Regions from separate parts of the Capra hircus genome. Here region 1 is linked to region 2. The links are chromatin contacts, called in public Hi-C maps. All regions are on one chromosome and are shown on one strand. The core of a region is the stretch at or near the end of the contact, and the rest is flanking DNA. Distances in the headings are between cores, read along the strand shown.

The links. Hi-C and Micro-C count contacts between places; a contact is called where the count stands out from the background.
Region 1: a contact with region 2 is called in a Hi-C map of blood, with 2.3 times the contacts expected there. The contact joins the promoter of EHD2 here to the enhancer-like site in region 2. A contact is called at or near these places in 3 of 5 Hi-C or Micro-C datasets (all in blood).

Annotation. Positions count from the first base shown.
Region 1 is chr18:55,656,371-55,662,845 of ARS1.2, reverse strand. EHD2 (EH domain-containing protein 2) reads right to left here and starts at 3,492. Exons shown (of 6, transcript XM_018062680.1): 1 at 3,370-3,492; 2 at 698-1,156; 3 at 80-177. The coding sequence starts at 1,101.
Region 2 is chr18:55,549,443-55,555,077 of ARS1.2, reverse strand. No RefSeq gene overlaps it. Among named protein-coding and RNA genes, the nearest start is that of ZNF541, 11 kb to the right of the region's middle. Within about 2 kb of position 2,322, at least 1 of the 5 cell types and tissues checked has an H3K27ac peak or open chromatin away from gene starts, as enhancers often do.

The DNA of each region.
Region 1 (6,475 bases), core at 2,243-4,742, 110 kb before region 2:
GCTCAGGGCCGGCCTCACACAGCCCCAGCAGCGACCCTGGGCCTTCCTCCCTCAGGCCCAGGAGCCCAGCCTCACTCACCACGGCTCACTCTCTGCTTGGCCCCCGACAGGATGCCCGGGGTGTCGATGATGCTAATGCTCTCCAGGACCTGATTGGGGAGCTGGGCGCACATGAACCTGGGGCAGAGGGAAGGTCAGGGGTCAATGCAGGGACAAGTAGGCGAGGGGACACATGAGAAGGGAACCCAGGACTTGCACGGAGGAGAATCAGGTTCGGAGAGGGAAAGAATCTTGGAAGAGAAAAGGAAGATTTGGACAGAGAATAAGAACTATTAAAAAAAATCAGAGCTGATGTTAATTGAGCACTTACTTTGTGCGGGGTGCTGTTCTAAGCACTTTGTATGTTTTCATTCATTTAGTCCCCACAACAGCCCTATGGAGGAAGGACTGTGGTTATCCCCATTTTCCAGATGAGGATAAGAAACAGAGAGGTTACATTGCTTGCCCAAAGTCACCCAGCTAGACAGGAGTCGAACTCAGGTGTCACTGGCTTAACTGCTCCCCGAGAGAGGGCAAGAAGAGGAAGGCTCTAGTAGAGAGAAGGGGATTAGGACTGAAAAGGAGAGAGACACAGGAGGGGATGGGACAAAGATGGGGGCCAGGGACAAGAGGACCCTCCGGGCTGCTGGCTGCGCACCTGTTGAGGAAGGTATTCCCAAAGGGGTTGAGTTTACGGAAGGGCTTGTCCGGGTCAACGACGAGGGCATTGCCAGGCACGGTGCCCTCGGTGTCACCGTGCATGACAGCCACGAAGCAGTCGGTGGTGGGCTCAGGCCCCACCCGGGAGCCGGGCACCTCCTGCTCCAGCAGGTACTGAATGAAGCTGGTCTTGCCCGTGCTGTACTGGCCGGCCACCAGCACCATGGGCTTGCCGTCGAAGTCAGCATCCTCCAGGGCCGGAGAATGGAAGGTCCCGAAGCGGTAGTGCTCCTCCAAAGGCAGCAGCTTTTCGCGGTACAGCTCCTTGAGGGCCGAGGTCACCGTGCGGATGGCCTCCGGCTGCTGGCCCCGAGCCCCGCCCCGCTTCAGCCAGCTGAACATGGTGGCTCCACACTGCCCACTGAGCTCTGACGGAGATGCACAGCGCGAGGGCTACCTGTGGGAGGAGAGGATGTTGATGGGGGACTGCCTGGAGGAGGAGGTGGAGAAGAAAGGGAGCCAGAAAGTAGAATCGATGGAGAAGGCTGGTGGGATGGGTTGGGGGGGAGAGCTTCTGAGAGCACTGAGGGTGGATGGCAGGAGCTGACAGCTGAAGGAGGAAGAACGTGATTATTCCAGCTGGAGGAAGAGAGAGAGAGAGACAATGGCATGCTGGAAGAAGCGAGATTGGTGGTGGAAGCCCAAGAGATAAACAAGGGGAAGGAGGCAGAAGCTGATCCGAAGAAAAGGATTCCTCCGTCTTTTTCTTTCTCCGTCCCCACCCCTTCCATTATTCGGCAATTTTCACTGAAATCGCACCATGTGTCAAGAGGTATGGATCCAAAAATAGACCAGAGACCAGTCCCCACACTCCCAGAGCCTCCAGTGTGGAGAGAACCAGGGCACGGAGCAGTCAGCAAGGCCTGGGCAAAGTTGGGTGGTGGACTTGTAGGCACCAGAGGGGGACAGGGTGAATCAATCACAGGATTAGGAAAGCTCTGGCTGGGCTGACTTTTCTTTTCACGTTTATTATTTATTTGGCTATACCAGATCTTAGTTGTGTCCTGTAGAATCTTTTCCCACACATACTCTCCAGGCCAGAATACTGGAGTGGGTAGCTGTTCCCTTCTCTAGGAGATCTTCCCATCCCAGGGATCGAACCCAGGTCTCCTGCATTGTAGGCAGATTCTTTACCAGCTGAGCCACAGGGGAAGCCCCCTGGGCTGACTTCTGAGCTGCTCCCTGAAGAGTGACAAGGGCATTTAGGCAGAGAGGATGGTGGGTTTCATGACCTGGAACTGTAAAATGGATGGACAGAGTGGCTGAACACGTGGGCACAAAGATGAGAAATGAGTCTCAATACTGCCTGGGTCCCCCCCGTCCCCAAGATCATGATGTTATCATTCACAAGAATAATAACATTTGTGATTACTGCATGCCAGAAACTGCTCTAACTCATTTAATCTTCACAACAACCTTGTAAGGTAAGGCTATTATTACCCCCACTTTTCTGATAAGGAAACTGAGGTTCAGGAAGATAGTATAACTTCCCTGAGATCACTTTGCTAGTAAGTGCTCAAGCTGGGACTCCAGATAACCTGACCTCAGAGCCAACACTCCTATCCCAGATCTAAGGAGTTAGGGAGAGAATGAATTGCCAGCCCAGCAGCAACCAGCACCCCCAGCACCTAGACTGTGTTCACTACATCCCCTTACTAGCCTTTCATTCACTGTAGGATCCGTAGTGATGTCCCCCTCCCCCTTTCATTCTCAATTATCACTCATTTGTGTCTTTGCTTGCTTTCTCCCCCTGCCCCGCCTTGATCAGTCTAAGTGGATGCTTATAATTTTACTGATCTCTGCACAGAACCGACTTTTGGTCAGATTGGGGTCTCTAAATACCATTTTCCACTAAAACAGAAACTGAGGCTTCTGGGAGAAATGGCTAATTCTGGGGCTGAGGCAGGGAAAGAACAAGTGAGTCTGGGTCAGATAGTGGGGAAGTGCTCAAACTGGGATGGGGCATGTCACAGGGACAAAGTCCTGGCTCGACAGGACTCCCACTGGCCAAAGATGGGACACTTTGAGCACCCAAACTAACTGCACGTCCAATATATTACAATCCATAAAATCATTGCCACGCTTAAAAAAAAAAAAATTTGTGTGTGTGTGGGAGGGGGAGAATTCAGGGAGGGTGTGCCAGAAAGGTGAAGGAGAGGCTGGAGCCAGACCTGGGAAGTGGGCAGAGGGAGGGGGCCCTGGGTGGTGTCCTACCCGGGGAGGGACCTGGGGGACATCTTAGCGAGGACGCTTTGGGTGGTTGGACAGGCAGCGGGGTTGGTGAGGCAGGAGAGGAGCTTTGGGGGTGGGAGGAGGAATGGAGCAGAGGTGGATGAATGCGATGGAGGGAGACTCCAAGGAAGGCCGCGGGAAGGGAGGAGGAGAGTGGGGAACACTGCTGCAGAGTGAAGGGGCCGCCGGGGGGTCGGGGCAGTGAGGGAGATAGAGAGGTTTCCGGAGGGGCTGCGGAGAACTGAGAGACCCCCTACACTGCCTGGGGTGGGAACTGAGGGTCTTCGGCGAGTAGGGGAATGATCCAGAGCCAGGGCAGGCTCGAGGGCTCCGCGGGCGGAGGCTGGGAGGCCACAGCCTCAGTTGGGGGTCACTCACCAAGGGGGCGCGCAGACTGCAGGACCTGGCAGGGAGAACTGGGCGGGGGTCCCGCGGGGATCGGAGGCGCCCGCGGAGCGGCCTGTGCTCGCGGTCCCGTCCGGAGCCGTCTGAGCCGGGTGGGGCCCAGAACGGGGAGGAGGGACCGGAGGGGCAGAGAAGGGGGGGGCGGGACGAGGCGCCCCCCCATCCCCAAACCGGGCGCCCGGCCTCTGGCGCCCTCTGGTGGGGACAGGCACAGTGCCTTTGCGAAATGGGTGCGTGCGCGGGTTCCCAGTCCTGCCTTCAAACTCCACCCCTGTCTCCCTTCCTGACATGGGAACAGCAATAATAAAACAGTAACACCACCAACAATATTAATTTTAATTATAAGTAATCATAATTTTTTCAACGGAAACGAGTGCATGAAAACTCTGTTCACAGTCCTCCATGGTTCTTCTTTCACTCAAAGCAGAAGCCAAAGCCCTCAGTGGACCGCAAGGCCCTGAAAGATCCGCAGGCTCCCTCTGCCGTCTCCTCCCTCTCTCCGCCTCGATCACTCAGCTCCAGCCGCACTGGCCTCTCCACTGTTCCTCAGACAACCCTCTTTTCAGCGCCCTTTGCACTTGCCCTTCCTCCCACCCGGCCACTTCTATCCTGGCTCCCACCCTTCCCTCCCTCCAGTCTCCACCCAAATGTCACCTCTTCCGAGAAGCCCGCCCTGATCTCCCTGTTTAATGCAGTACCCACCATCCATCCATTCTCACGGCTTTATTCTTCCCCGCAGCCTTTCTCACCATATTTTACATTTTTCTGTTTCAGGGAGGGTCTCCCTCACGAGAACATGAGTCCTGTGAGAGCAAGGATTTCAGACCGTCATCAAGAGGAATCTTCGATGTCCTCACACTGTGTTTGGAATTTCCAGTGATTGCTTACTCATCACTGATTAGACCCACTGCGAGCTAGCTTTCTAATCATGCACTGGTACACCAGACCCTATTACCATGTCACAGCTTTGTTGATTTCAAAAAATACTGATAACTGCATTTCAGTATAATTGGTTCCCTTGTGATCCTGAGGGTTACATTTTGTGCATTAAAGATAATATTCTAGGAAGGAGTCAGTGGAGTGAAAAAGCTCCACGCTGACGTATTCAGCTCCATTAAATACCCTTTGAGCCCTTAATAACCACGGTGGCTGTCGCATCTTGCTACCTGCTGACCTCCCAATCAGGGAGTCTCTGACATCTGTCCCCAGTGTCATCCAATTTCCTTGATGCCTTTGCAGCCTCTGGAGTCCCCACTGCAAAGCACAAGCTCGGATGTTCTTTTCTCTGCCCCCACCCTATCTGTCAAAACTGAAAAGAGAAACTGACATATTCTACGACATGAATGAAGATGTTCGGTTGAATGAAACAAGCCACTCACAAAAGAACAAATATTGTGATTCCACTCCCACAAGGGTAGTCTGATTCAGAGACAGAAAGTGGAACGGTGGTCGTGGGGGAGCTGGATAGAGGGGGAGGGGGGACAGGGTCATGCTTTCATGGGCACAGAGCTTCAATTCTGCAAGATGAAATGAGTTCCTGACATCCAGGCTGACTGCCAGCTCGTTGGTCCAATGGCTAAGACTCTGAGATCCCATTGCAGGCACCCCAGGTTGGATCCCTGGTCAGGAAACTATGAAGCCACATGCTGCAATTAAACAAACAGACAAACAAAAAAATCCTTCACGTTGCAACTAAGAGCCAGCACAGCCAAGTTAAAAAAGAAATGATGAGATGAGTTCTGAAGATTGATGGTTGCACAATGTAAATGTCTTAATGCTGATGTGATTACGAAGGTAAATTTTACGTTATGGGTATTTTTTCACAATTTAAAAAAAAATGGAGAAAGCAGCCAGTGAGCTTGTTCACTTGGGACACTGGTCAGTCTTGGGTTCCAGTTGTGCTCCATGTCCAGGTGATTTGGGTCCAGAGGTAGTCATTTCTGGCTTCTTTTCCCGTATGGCTCAGCTGTAGAAAGGGGCTTTCCAGGTGGCATAGTGGTAAAGAATCCACCTGCCAATACAGGAGATGCAAGGGACTCGGTTTCGATCCCTGGGTCAAGAAGATCCCCTGGAGGAGGAAAAGGCAACCCACTCCAGTGTTCTTGCCTGGGAAATCCCAAGGACAAAGGAGCTTGGCAGGTTACAGTCCATGGGGTCGCAAAGGGTTGGACACGACTGAGCGACTGAACACTCTCCAGATGCCCACTCTGCTGTACCTAGCATCTAAGAGCGAGTATGCCAAAGGCTAACTGTAGAAGCTGAGGTCAGTTTTGGTCTCATACCCCGGGGCTTGGGGAGGCTGTCTCTGCCTTTGCACAGCAGATTTACCAAGGCCTTGTATACAGGACTTCCCTGGTGGCTCAGACGGTAAAGCATCTGTCTACAATGAGGGAGACCCGGGTTCGATCCCTGGGTCGGGAAGATCCGCTGGAGAAGGAAATGGCAATCCACTCCAGTACTATTGCCTGGAAAATCCCATGGACAGAGGAGCCTGGTAGGCTACAGTCCATGGGGTCGCAAAGAGTCCGACACGACTAAGCGACTTCACTTCACTTGTTGCTGTATACACCCCTCCCCCCAGGCCGGGTGTGCACAGGGGAAGATTGCAAGCTCCTAGCCAGACCGCCTGGCTTGCAGCCCAGTCTGCTACTTACTACATCCCTTGGGGCCTCAGTTTCCTCATCTGCAAGATGGGGTTATTAATTCCCACACGGCAGCTTCTGTGAGCATCAAATAAGACATTCCGGGTGAAGAGCTGGGAGCAACGCCCAAAGTAAGTGTTCTGGAAACGTTAGCCAGCATGTCCCTCTGTCGGGCTGCGTTCAGCTAGCCTTCCGATGTTCAGTTCAGTTCAGTCGCTCAGTCGTGTCCGACTCTTTGCGACCCCATGAATTGCAGCACGCCAGGCCTCCCTGTCCATCACCATCTCCCGGAGTTCACTCAGACTCACGGCCATCGAGTCCGTGATGCCATCCAGCCATCTCATCCTCTGTCGTCGTCCCCTTCTCCTCTTGCCCTCAATCCCTCCCAGCATCAGAGTCTTTTCCAATGAGTCAACTCTTCGCATGAGGTGGCCAAA
Region 2 (5,635 bases), core at 1,073-3,572:
GCTGGGGCATGGGACACAGCACATCTTTAACATTTTTTTGGCTGTGTTGGGTCTTCGTTACTGCATGCGGGTTTTCTGTAGTTGGGGTAAGTGGGGGCTACACTCTAGCTGCAGTGCGTGGACGTCTCATTGCAGAGCACCAGCTCTCGGTAGAAGGGCTTCAGTAGTTGCAATTCATAGGCTCAGTCGCCCTGCAGCACATGGGAGTTTCCTGGACCAAGAATCACACCTGTGTCCTCTGCATTGCAAGGAGAGATTCTTAACCACTGGAGCACAAGGGAAGCCCAATGTTTTAAATTTTATTCAGCATCTCCAACTTGTTATCCAATGTGACTACCAATTTTACCCATGACCAGTACTGTGCAAGTTCCCCTTGCTATGCCTGACAGAAAAAAATGTTTAACTTTGCCGAACTGGTGGGTGTGACCTAATATCTGTGGCTTTAATTTGCATTAAAATCTTGCAATTGTTAGGTCATTTTTCCTATTTTTTTCTCTTGTATGAAATGCCTCCACATACCTTTATTTATTGGGTTGTGACATTAATTTGCAGTCTTTTAAAATAATTTCTGAATGCTCTTTTTGGTGTTGTGTGTTGCAAGGATCTTCTCTGGCCATAAATTGCTTGGTATTTGTCAAAGGACAGAAAAAATATCACTTTCATTCAGGACCTTAAGGCTTGTTCTTAAAACTCTCATCTACTCATCGACCAGGGTACTCGTTTTCTTCCATCAGGAGGAGAGATCATACTGCTGAAACTCAGTATCTTTTAATGTTTGCTAAGTAAACAAAGAAACCCTCCTAAATTAAAGGCAGATGCTTAATGCCTGTCTTTGCATAACCTACACGGTTCTACATGACCTGCCGCGAGTTTACTCTTTGCGTACATGGTTCAAACCACCGTGGTCTCTGAAGATGGATCCCACATCTTCCTACCTCAAGGCCTTTGCACTTGCTCCTCCCCCGCAGCTAGTTTGTCTGCACCATGCAGCATCCTGGATTTTGGTTCCCGACCAGTGATTGAACCTGGGCCCCCTGCCAGGGAAGATCAGAATCTTAACCGCTGGACCGCCAGGCAAGGTGTGTACTCCGGCCTGCGCCCCCCTGCCTCCCCCGCCCCGCTCCTGTCCATATTTTTATAGCTCCCTTCCTTACCGCCTTCCAGTTTCTGCTCAGTGTTACTTTGCCAGAGAGGCTTTTACTGACCTGTATAAAATAGCATCTTCTGACACACTGTAGTGTCCTTCCTTACATTAAAAAAAAAAAAAAACCACAACCCTATAACTACATTGTATTCTAAATGTCTTTGCCTGCCCCCACTAAAGATACGCCTGCTGTTCGGTACCTAAGCCACACGTTTGGCTATATGGAACCCTTGAAACGTGGCTAGTCTTAATTGAGATGTCCCGTCAATGTAAAATATACGCCAGATTTTAAAGTCACCTCCAAGGTAAATTATCTTTTAAAACTTTTTGTACTGATTACATGTTGAAATAACATTTAGGGTTAAATTGTATTATTAATTTCCCACTTTTTTCTAACTTTGAAAACTATGGCCACTAGAAAACAGAAAGTTGTGTGGCTGGCACTTAGTGCTTGTATTATATTTCTATCAGACCGTGCTTCTCAGGAACATAAGCCAGAGCAGGGCTGTTTGACTCATACACTGCAGTATATCAGAACAGAAGCTCAATAAATATTTGCTGAATGAAGGAATCCAAAGGTGGAATGTTAGTCCTTTTCCTCTCCTCTGTTCTACCAACCCCAGGGATCACATTTTTTAAAACATAAAAACTTTACTATAATTTACATGAAAGTCACCCATGTAAAGTGTACAACACAAGGATTTTTAATAAAGTCATCACGTTGTGCAGTCACCCCCTACAACCTACTTTCAAAATACTTCCATCATCCCAAGCAGATCCTCTTAGAGTTTCGAAACTTAGTCTCCATCCCCATCCCCACCCCCCGGCAACCACGAATCTGATGTCTCTCTAGGTTTTCAGCGCACAATTTCTAAGGAATTAAATCCCTAAGTCGTTGCAGGGTTCAGAATTCTTGACCGATCATCAACCACCCCAACTCCCAAGCCACTGCTGCTGCCGGTTTCCTCCTCTTTCCCGGTCCGGAAACACAGCTCAGCTCAGAGCCCGATCTACAGACGGCTCAGGACTTGGCTTTAAAAAGGCAGAGGAGATCGTGTCCCGCTTCGTGCTTCTCCAGCCCCACGTCTTCCCAACCCCTTGGCAGGAAGAGCTCGGTGGCCCCAAGGGAGCACAGGGGCTGCCAGGAGGGCCCCACGACGCTGCGAGGGGCCCTTACTCTCACACCGACGCCCCTCAAACACACACCCTCTGAGGCTGCAGCTTAGAGCGGCCCGCGGGGAGCCAGAGTTCCCCATACTGCGTTCTAACGCCGCTCTCCATGAACAATGGCCGGAGACGCCCGACTCTCCGCCTCTCTGTGTGGGTCGTGGGGCGCCGGCCCCTCCCCCCGCGGTCTCCTTCCCTGAGCGCCTTCACACTCTCCCGCCTTCAACCGCCCTCCTCCCAAAATGGCGACCAACTGCCTCCTTTCCCGCCTGCCGCAGGTCACCTGACCGCGCCTGGCCACGCCCCCGCATGGCCCCGCCCCCTTGGCGACGGCCGAATAGCCGCCGAGACTGCGCGGCCCGGCGGCACGCGCTGGGAGCCCGGGCGGCGCGAGGCGCGCGCGAGGCCGCTCTGGGCGGCGCGAGGCGGCCCGCGGCCACGTACGCGGGGCTCTCCAGGGGCGGACCCGGCTGCGCGTGCGCGCCGGGCTTGCGGGCGGCGCGGGGGCAGACAGGGGGCCGCTGGGATGCCCGAGAGGCGCGAGGCCCGGCGCGCGAGCCCCCGGGGGCGGGTAAAACCCGGTTGCTGCTGCCCCTGCCCCCTCCCCTTCCTTCCTACCCCGCCCTTTCCCGCCCCTTCCTCATTCATCAACCCCTCCCCCTTTTAAAATCTAATTCGTTTTTATGTTTCTTTTTTAGGGGGGCCCAGCTCCCTTTCGAGAGGCGCAGCAGGCGCGGCGAGCGCCCCCCACCCCGCGTCACGCACGCACCTTCTGCACCCCAACAGCTCCGGGCCCCGCTGCATCCCCGCAGCCCCTTCCCCCTTGGAGAAGACTCTCCTCAGAGGCCCCTGGCTCGCTGCACCCCCTTTTCTTTCCTACCCCGCCCCCCAGGCCCCAACTGCCCCCTCGCAGCTCCCCAGCTCGCGCCGCGGGCCCTACCCGACCTCCGCACTTTCTGCATCTCGGCCTTGCATTTGCCCTCCGCTTTTCCAGGCCCTGGTGCTAAAAATCCGCTTTCCTCCCCAAAATCCCCACTTTAGAGGACCCAGATTTGTTTCTATTTAGGATCTTCCAGCAAAACCAAGAAAGCCCGCCTAGACGCCTTGAATTCGCCCCTCCCCCTCCTCTTAGGAACTTCCTCTAGCGCAAAAAAAATTTTTTTTTTCTCCATTGAGGATCACTTTCCAGCAAAAATTCTTTCTTCCCACCATGAGTCCCCCTGTTTGGAATATCTTTCCACTGATAACAAACCAACTCAGTCCTTCCGTTTTCTCTCTTGTCTAATATTTTTCTTCCCAACTCTTCCCCAGCCATCCCAACACAAACCCCTTTTCATCACCTGTTCCACCTCAGTTAGGCTTCTCCCAGCAAAGCTCTCCAGGTTCCTTTCCAAGGGGAGGAAAATAAGGAAAGAAAGAAAAAATAACTCCTTGAACATCAAAATCCGTTGTCTTACCTAGATCTCCCCAGTTTAGTATTGCTTTCTTCTTTTTTCCAAAAATTACCAGTCGCCCCCAGTTTCACACCTGTGCCCTTGCTTCTTTGGGGACCCAGCTTCTGACAGCCCCTTCCTTTCCACAACCTGCTTTCAGGGCAGAAGAAGTTGAATAAGGGTCCTGAATTTACTATCCAGCGTTCCAGGAAGAAATAGCCAATGATCTGACTGTCACCGGAACCCCTTTCTCTGTGGGGCCTAAACTGGGCCCCCTGTTCCCTGGGGACTGATTCACTCACTCCTCCTCCTGGTGAGTTTCCTTGCTTTGCACTTGTTGGAGAATGTCTCCGTTTTCAGATGGACTCCTTTTTCTCAGAAGGGTTTCTGATCGGTCCAAGGGTCTCTGTATCACTGGTGAAACCATTACGGAAGTTGCTGCTTTAGGAGATCAGATAAGGAAAGGGATCACTTATTGTACATTTTGACTGACCTGGAGAATTGCAGACATTTATTAGATTGATGTAGGTTTCATTATTTACTGCAAAGGAATCTCTTTCTTCTTTAGCTCAGCAGTGTAGATGCCTACCAGGGATGGGCAGGTAAAGGTCCAGAGTGTGGTGAAATAAAGATTGTGTTCCCCGTCTAGTGATGCCAGCCGGTGGAAATGGCCAAGTAGAAATGTCACAACAGTGTTACCAGAAGTTTTTGTTTTTGAGAAGAAATCATAACGCTGTCTTTATGTGAAATCTTTTGATCAGTAAATGTTGAGAACTAATTTTAACAAGTTTTTAAATACAGTGTGGGTCCCTTGCGAAACGTGTTTGCTGGCCACCAGTTTGGAATTTGGGGTTTAGGTTAGATACACACATATATATCTGTTTGGGCCATGCATATGTGCTGGACTCTTTCCCTTCAGAGCAGCAGTTCTCAAAATTTTTTGTCTTCAGAGCCCTTTAGACTTAAAAATTATTGAAGACCCCACCCAGGGTGTTTTTGTGCATGTGAACTGTGGTTGGTTTGTTGCTAAATTGTGTCCAGCGTTTTGTGACCCTATGGACTGCAGCACACCGGGCTTTTGTGTCCTATACTATCTCCTGGAGTTTGCTCAAATGCATGTCCATTGAGTCATTGATGCCATCCAACCATCTCATCCTCTGCCACCCCTTTCTTTGCCTTCAATTTTTCCAGCATCACAGTCTTTTCCAATGAGTCGGCTCTTTGCGGCAGGTGGCTGAAGAATTTATATCTGCTGATATTTGCTGTATTAGGAGTTTAATAAATTTTTAAAATATGAATTCATTTAAAAATAGCAATAGTAAACCCATTACATGTTAACCTAATTGGCATTTTTATTTCAAAAAGCAACATTTAGTGAGAAAAGTGGCATTGTTTTCCAATTTTAGAGTCATCTGGTGTCTTATATCTGCTTCTGCATGCAGCCTCTTGAGATAAATCCTCTAAAGTTTCACTGAGTGTTAGAAAAGCAGATAACATGTAAATATTATTATGAAAATAGTTTTGACCTCACAGACTCCCTGAAAGACGCTTGAGGACCCCAGGGGTCCTCTCATTGTCCTCACTGTGAAAATGTTCTAGATTTTAATGATTATCTGCATTTTCTGCTAGGATCAGCTTGTGGAGTGAGAAACTTTGATGTCTCTTTTCTTCATTTACTTAATTCTGTGTGAGAATTCACTCTGGCAAGTGCAGTCATAGCCTTCTGATTCCTCAGTGTCTTTCTCTTTTCCAAAGAGTGATCAGTGGAAATGAGTTAACTTTATAGTTAAAATTATATTGGTTACATGGCTAGAGGAAGATTTTTCCTTGATTGTTCACCTTAAGAATGTAAGTGCAAAATATAGGGCAGGAGTCCCAGCATCGAGTGTGG